2 separate regions of the Mus musculus genome follow, and region 2 is linked to region 1. A link is a contact called in public Hi-C data. All regions are on one chromosome and are shown on one strand. Each heading gives the region's core, a stretch centred on a gene start, on an enhancer-like site or on the middle of the called end of the contact. The rest is flanking DNA. Distances are from core to core; before and after follow the strand shown.

Region 1 (3,886 bases), core at 755-3,254:
ATATTAAAGCTGTGTGTCACTGCAACTAGTTCCAAAACTTACCATTTTTAACCCAGACTCAGAAAAGCAGGGAGGCAAGGAAGGGCTTCTGGAAATTATACAGACATCATCTCACTAAGGGGATAACTGTTCTTAGTGTCTCTTCTGTGTGTCTTTAAGACAGTCGTTCTCAATCCTAATGCTACAACCCCTTAATACAGTTCCTCATGCCATGGTGACCCTCAACCATAAAATTATTTCATTGCTACTTCATAACTCTAATTTTGCTACAGTTATGAATTGTAATATAAATATCTAATAGGTCACACACACACACCCCCATGGGGTTGTGACCCACAGAGTGAGAACCCCTGCTTTAGCAGACTGCTTTCCTGAGTCCTTCCATCCAGATGACTCAGCCCTAGCAGGATTAACTCTTAAGAGAAAAGACAATAGTAAGCAATGCCTCAGAAGTTCCAAGTGTTACCTCTTCACCCAGCAGCAGAGGTAGAACTCGGATTCTATTTTGACCAGGAGCTTTCCTTAACAAAGCTCTGTTCCTGCTGCCACTTTTTCATAGGGGTTTTTCAATCTTGGGGGCAGTTGTGACGCTTCCCTTCCTAGTATTTCCAAAAAATGGGACCCAAAGCCAATTATAAGAGAGGAGTCCATCTCCAATGTCCCCAATGCCTGATAATGCCTGTCTAGCTGCTTAACACGTGATGAAAATAAATAGGATCCTGTGAAAATGATAAAATGGCCAACTGCCTTCTACCTTACCTGAGGGAGAATACACTAAGCTCCTTTACTGAAGAAAAATTCTACAAAGAAAAGGGCTCTTGTTATCCCCCTTTTAAGTACTTGGGTGGGAGCATGGGAGGAAGTAGATTTACTACAACAGCCCTGAGGGGCACAGCCCGGTCACAAATCTGTATTTCAAGGATTCAGAGTACAAAGGCCTTTGGGGGACATAGAAGAGTGACACTGAGATAAGGAGCAGAAAATGCCCATGCTGGGTGGGGTCTCTCTGGAGCTCTGCCTCCCCTGCTAAATGGTCTAAACCTTGACCTCTCGGCAGCATCTACATTTTCTTTTTAGACATCACCATTCTGTAAGTCAAGTCATGTAAGCAAAGGAGGGAGGGGGCAGATGCAAAGGATGCTGTGAGAAAGGGATAAAGATGGAGAGGACAGGCAAAGACTAATGTTCAGTTCATCAGCCCACATCCTGATTCTCCTACTGCCAAATAACCAACATTATAAGTTTGTTCTTCTGGCTGATGGGTAAACATATCTACCCTTGGGGCACAATTGTTCTCTATGCCCCCACCATCTGGCCAACTGGGAACAACCTTCCTCAGGCATTATAATAGGGGAGTGGCATTTAATTCAGCCCTTGGCCTTTGGGGACCACATGCCTTCCACTGCCTCCCACAGAGCTACCTTGCTAACCCAAGTCAGAAAAGAGAGAAAATTACCCAAGAGCTTCTCTTTACATATATTTAGTGCCTGCTAAGAAAGAAGCCACTGGGGGGCACTTTGGTAAATGGGGCTTCCTAGGTCTGTCGTTAGCAATTGAAGGAACCATCCATTCTAAAGCCCACTCTGTTGCCATAACTCACAGGTCTCCCTAATTCAGATGGGTTGGGGATGCTGAAGTCTGGAAATAAGCTTTCCCCACCACTGCACCTCACTCAGCTCTCAGCCTTACATCATTTCCAAAGCATTAAGCACCCTGCAACTGGAGAATCACGCCACTGGCTACATCTGTAACACCTGACATCATTTAGAAGACACTGCAAGGGCAAAAGAGCTCCCTTTGACCAGAGACATAAATAATGCTGAAGAAAAAAATTAAGTTAAAAGGCTTTTCTTACCCTAAATGGATTTGCAGGATGTGGCTTCCCAGCCAGGCTATGAAACACCACAAGGAAGTGTTTCAGAGTGCCAAGGAGATAACTTTGAGCAAGTAGCATTCAGCTATGAGATGCTGCTCCCAAGAATAGAAGACATGATAAACTATCGACTACACAGTCACTTTTGACCTACTGAGAATGTGTGGCACTAGTGAGCCTCTAGGTGCTCACAGTGTATGCAAGTGGGATCTGCTTCTGGGCTCAGTCCAAAAAGGAAAGCCCCTGGTTTGCAGAGCTATCCACTAAGATCTTGGGAAGCCACACAGGACTAACTTCTGCCAAGAGACTCCCAACATGCTCCTCCATATCACCACTATTTGGCAGGATTGAAAAGACTATGCAAACAATCTGCTTTGTCTTCCCAAACTAAGCATCCACACTGGGACAGGGAATGGTAAACCAAGTGTCACAGCCTCTTCTAATGCACCAGAACTGTTACCAGGCCCTTGGCAATAAGAGGGATCCCTGTCCCACATTATTTCTGGCCTTAATCGGAGTAGCACTGACAAAGTACACTCTATGACAATTTCCCAAAGGTCTTCAAGTCCACCACCTGACGCTGCTTGGGCTAGGCATTCTAAAGGGAATAGGTGCTGATCTAGGGCTACATATAAGCTTCTTAACCCATACCCTAAACTAGCCTGAGATGTAACCAGCGATCATTAAGGAAGAATGACAGTATATCATAATATCATCTATTGAAAACTCTCTTAAGTGGGGTAATCAGAGCTGGAATTGTGCCAAGCTGGTTCTGGAGGGGCCTTGCACCCTTACAGATACTCCAGAGCCATTTGTTTGATACGCAAGAAGGATATTTCCTGAGAGCATAGCGAATCAATGACAGGGGCCTGTACTATGGAAACATTGAGGTAGTATTGATTTGTTCACTGTCTAGCCAGAGCCGGCACACAGTAGATGCTGCTGCTATGGCCCAAAAAACTTGCTTAGTCCTGCACAGAGTGAAGAGAACATGACTGTCTCAGCCACTGAGGGAATACAAGCACACAGAGGACTAGACAAAGCAGTATTTATACCTCTATATATACAAAAGCAAGGTGCTCGACACAGAACTCATGAGAAACAATAAAGTGTTGCCTGTAGCCATCTAATAATTAAACGCTTGATACACCTAACTAGACATTGAGAGTGAAACAATAGTCAGTATAATACAGTCTTTATCCTAAAAATCCAGAGTCTCTGATGCACATGATTGCTTACTGAGATCACCCCACCTTGTAGTAAACAGCAAGGTGGGAGCTATGAGACCATGGAGAGGGCACATGGTCCAGGCTGGAAGAGACTGGGGGAAGCTTTCCAGGGGATTTATGGTACGGCATGTAAACTAAACGCAAGTAAGAAGAATTTATGCAAGAAAAAGGAAGGAAGGGAGAAAAGAAGGAAGGAGGGAGGAAGGGAGGGAGAAGGAGGGAAGGGAGGGAGGAAGGGAAGAAGCAGGAAACCAAAGATGTTCTAGAAGTGACTTAAGAAAGAATGCAAATATTTTGGTCTGAACATTCAGATGGACTTTAATCATGGATTCTTGGCAAAAAGGCCAGACTTGAGAATAGTAAGAATCCACAGAAAATTTTCAAACACGCAACAAAATAGTCCAGCTTGCTTGCTTGTTTGCTTGCTTGCTTGCTTCCTTCCTTCCTGCCTTCTTTCCTTCCTTTCTTCCTTCCTTCTTTCTTTCCTTATTTATTTATAGATCTTCTAAATATAGCCAGAAAAGTACAAAATGTGCCAAAGAGGAGGCAGAGCTTCCCGTTAGCATATTGCTAGAATAATTCAGGTGGAAGTTGATAATGCCTAGAACTTCATACCTATCTCTATAAATTTTGACATTTCTAATTCAATTGTTTTTTAAAAACTGCAAAGTGATAGCTGAAACAGGGCACAGAGAGTGTATGTAGGGCTAAAGCAATAAAGGATCTATAGCAGAAACAGTGCCAAACCTGGTCACTGATTAAATATGGAAGTGGACACCCAGGA
Region 2 (3,886 bases), core at 551-3,050, 520 kb before region 1:
AGAAACCTTAGCACCTCAGTGGGCTGTGCATTGGGTTAAATACATGGGTTGGGAAAAGATCAAGTTCACAGGAATATTTGGGAGCCCCAGGTACAGTGATGGATGGTAGGAGGGTGCCTTCAAACCCAGCAGGGCATTTTCTGCATTTGAGGAACTCTGAGAGAACTTAGAAGAGAAGTTAAAAGTCAGAAGGCACATTCCGGGTCAGGAGGATAACCACTTACAGATTAAATCCTTGCCAAGAAAGCTCTACTCAGAGCCCAGAAAACAAGTTCTCCGGATGCTATGTAATGAGGATCAGGGCGTATGATCCAAAGCCCTGACATCACCCTTCATGTCCCTGCCCGGCTCCTGGAAGTGGTAGCAGGAGTCCGCTGGAAGCAGTGTCCTGGCTGCAATCAGACATAATTGCCTTCTAAGTCGGATCTCTTTCATTCCTCCCACTTTCAGCCAGGAAATGCTCACTTGGATGCTTTGTTTTCATCCTCTGCGTCCTTATTGTCAGCTGCTGGCCATATCTGTTTGTCTCCCTCCTCTGTCCTCCTGTGTCACATAGCCCTCTCCTCAGAATCTCTTTTGCTGGTCCTCTTGACTTTCAGGGATCAGAGCACGTATTCAAAGTTTCTTCCTATGACCCGTGGAAACAGGGTCATCATCTGCTGCCTCCTGTGACATATAGGGGCTCACTTGTTTCCCCATGAGGGTCAACTGTGGAGCAAACCCATTTCTCTTCCCAACATTGGACTCAAAATAACAACTCCTTCTGGAATTGGGGGAGAGTTAAAAAAAAAACATAGGTGACATGAAAACAGGAAGGAAACTTTGGGGGTGCTTACAAAGGGGGACCAAGGGGCAGGGCATAATGAAAGATGACAGGGAAGGAAAATCTACTTAAGTTCACTTTATTCAAAAAATTCCCATTATGATGTCTATTACCCTGTAGGCTAATGAAAAGTAGAACAAAACAAAAGTCAACTTCTGCTTACATGTGACTTTTTAAAGACCTACCATCCCTTTGTCAGCTTCCCGAGGCTTTGTGTCACCGGTCCTGGTCCATCTGCAAGGTCCCTGTCCTCAAAGAGAGTGCCACTTGGTTTTACAACAAACTCCAGCAAAGCAGAATTCATTGAGTAAGAAAGAGAGAAGAAAAGCCTAGGTTGCAAGGATTTTATACATCAATAAGGCATATGTATGAAGCTGTTCAAATTGTTAATGGTTCACTGTGAAACACCCAATACCACCTGGGACAAAGCACCTTACTAACCATTAATGAATAGGCACACACAGAATGTGAGATAGTTCGCCAGCTCCTTTCACTGCCTTTGATAACACAGGCCCCAGATTCATCCCTGCTGTATAATGAAAACCTCAGCCTGAATTGTATCAATGCAAATCACAGGAGCTGCCTGCAAGCTTGTGTATTATAACTTATCTGTGGGGCCAATAAAAAGATATGCCATTATCAGTCTTGTCCACTTAACTATTAATAAGGTTCCCTCGGCCCTTTCATCCCACCGCTCTCTCCAGCTCCCACTGCTAGCACCGGGGCCTGCTTGCCTTCCCCACTGGCAGGCTCAACCAAGGAGAGTGGAGTGCCTTAAGTGTTGCAAAATGCAATGCATGAAAAGGAAAATAACTTGAGCGTTCTTCAGGAACACTCAGGTTTTCATTCCAAAGCCTGGAGATTCCCAGGACTGAGATGCCCCCTCCCCCATCTGAACTACAACATCTTTTCAAGTGCTGCAGAGGGGTTTCCCAACGGATGGGGTGTCTTCAACCTCTGTTCTTGTCCTTTGGAGCACTGAAGGCAGGAGGAGGATGGGGGCCAGAGACCACAGATGACTTGGGAGGCTGGCTCTGGGCCTTCGCTTCCAGCTGTGACACTTGCATCAGGATGTGCTTCCTCCCTGTTCTCTGCCTTCTTTGCTGTTCTACAAAGTCCTGTGCAATCCTCACCTAGCCATACCCAAGTGAGCTGAAATAGTACCCTGCGGCAACCACCAGGTGGCTGTCTTTTCTCTCAACCCAGCACCCTTGGGCTGCAGGAGAAAGCAGAGCCCTGAGAGCCAGGCTCCATAGAGAAGACCAGCAAGGTCCTTTGGCACTCTGGTTTATGTGTAATTATTGTCACTTCCCTCTGCTGGTATTTTCTTGAGCATTTTTCCCCGCTTCCCAGATTCTTCTTCTCTTCATCCTGACTGTTTTTCTACTGGGCATTTTATCCAAATTTACAGATGTAGTCACTAAAAGGAAATCTCTGAAAGAAAGAATCTGACTGGCATTTTTTCTTATGTGTCCATCTACCTTACTGTGTCTGATACTCAATTCAGGTTAATTAACGTCATGCTGAACTCCCATTTGGTGATGCTTGCATGTCTATATTGTTTCTTGTGACCTTCACAACATAATTCCTAACAATAAATAACACCTGAAGTGCTATTTACCCCCACTTATTACAGAAGCCTGGGAGACAGGCAGAATGGCGTCCTGATTACCGTGTGGTTAGCTGAATAACTGCCAAGACTTGACCAGAACAAGCTGGCTTCCATTGTGTCCTGTTCCCCTTTAGTGATGTCATTTCTCTGTGCAAGGGCAGGCACAGGAGCTGCTCCTTCCTTTCCTCCACAGCTTGTCACTTATTTCTTTAAACTGTTATTACAGATGGAGCCCTGCTTTTGAGTCAGGATCCCCTCTGATAGCAACACCAGCTAAACCTGTCCCCATCCCATCAGATGTTCCATATGGCTGACCAATAATCAACCATGAATATTTATAACATTTCAGAAAGCACCTCCACCTGCAATGCTCTGTAGAAGTCTGTGATAATTTAGAGTACAGGATGAAATTTCTCAAGTGCAGACTGGGCTGAGGCTGGGCGACACCAATGCCGCAGTGGGTACAGTGTGTCCATGCCCAGGATTGCTAAGGCATGGCTTTTCTTCTAATTGGGTATCCTTCTCCCACACATGGCCTTTGCAAACAGAAACACCAAAAGTAGTTTCCTTTGTTTTAGTTAGCAAAACACATGAAGAGTAAGTTGCTTAGACACACAAGAAGAGAGCAGAATGCAATCCAACAAGTTGGAGAGTTGCCATAGGCAACAGCTGCAAGCCTCCACTGAGAGGGGAAAAAGCAATATTGACCAAGAAGTAGCATATCCCCCTCCACACATCCATCTGACAGTGTGTCCCTCACCTGTATTTACTCAAAAGACCTCAGAATCTACTTAGCTTGAGAAGCTTATTTCTAGCATCTGCAGATGCTCAGGAATGTAGTGTCTGAGACAGGAGAGTGAGAGACAGGTAAGGGAAATTAATAATGTATGCAGTAAAGCCCATTTAGTTTTCTTGCTGGGAAAAGGGGCTCCTGTGAGGAAAGATGGAGTAAGTGGTTTGAAATGATGTGCATAGAGAGGAGGATGGTTCTGGCAGGATGAGAATAGAGTGTCTGTTGAAATGTCCAAGCTCTACAACCAAAGCCAAAGCTCTCCACAGATGAGCTCTTAGTGCTGGCAGGGCCTCAGTTCTCCTTTCCCTGCCTCTGTCTGCTGAAGATCAGAAGTACACGAAGGCACACAGGGGTAGACATTCCATCTAGAAAGAAGCAACTTTCTAGATCAGTAGGGAAAGCTGTGAGAAACACCAGACACCTGTAGCAGCCTGGGAACCTCTAACACTAGATGTAAGCCAGCATCCTGGTAGGTTAGGCAGGCATTCAGGAGGCAGAGGGGGAACGAGGAGTGGCCTCCCCATAATCTGGTGCTCTTTGAATCAGACATACAGGCTCAAAGGAGTGGAAGAGATACGAGGTGGAGCTAGTGAGAAGCAAAGAGAGAAAACAAACGCTGATGGGAGGTGGATAGGCTCGGACTGCCCTGGAAATTAAA

The links. Hi-C and Micro-C count contacts between places; a contact is called where the count stands out from the background.
Region 2: a contact with region 1 is called in a Hi-C map of the N1E-115 cell line, with 4 times the contacts expected there. The contact joins two enhancer-like sites. A contact is called at or near these places in 2 of 484 Hi-C or Micro-C datasets (3T3-L1-derived adipocytes and the N1E-115 cell line).

What each region holds. Positions count from the first base shown.
Region 1 is chr9:27,671,284-27,675,169 of GRCm38.p6, reverse strand. No RefSeq gene overlaps it. Among named protein-coding and RNA genes, the nearest start is that of Gm39314, 120 kb to the left of the region's middle. Within about 2 kb of position 2,004, at least 2 of the 459 cell types and tissues checked have an H3K27ac peak or open chromatin away from gene starts, as enhancers often do. A contact at or near this core is called in the N1E-115 cell line, where this site is marked.
Region 2 is chr9:28,195,940-28,199,825 of GRCm38.p6, reverse strand. The region is part of intron 1 of Opcml (opioid binding protein/cell adhesion molecule-like); the gene reads right to left. Among named protein-coding and RNA genes, the nearest start is that of Gm39313, 200 kb to the left of the region's middle. Within about 2 kb of position 1,800, at least 12 of the 459 cell types and tissues checked have an H3K27ac peak or open chromatin away from gene starts, as enhancers often do. A contact at or near this core is called in the N1E-115 cell line, where this site is marked.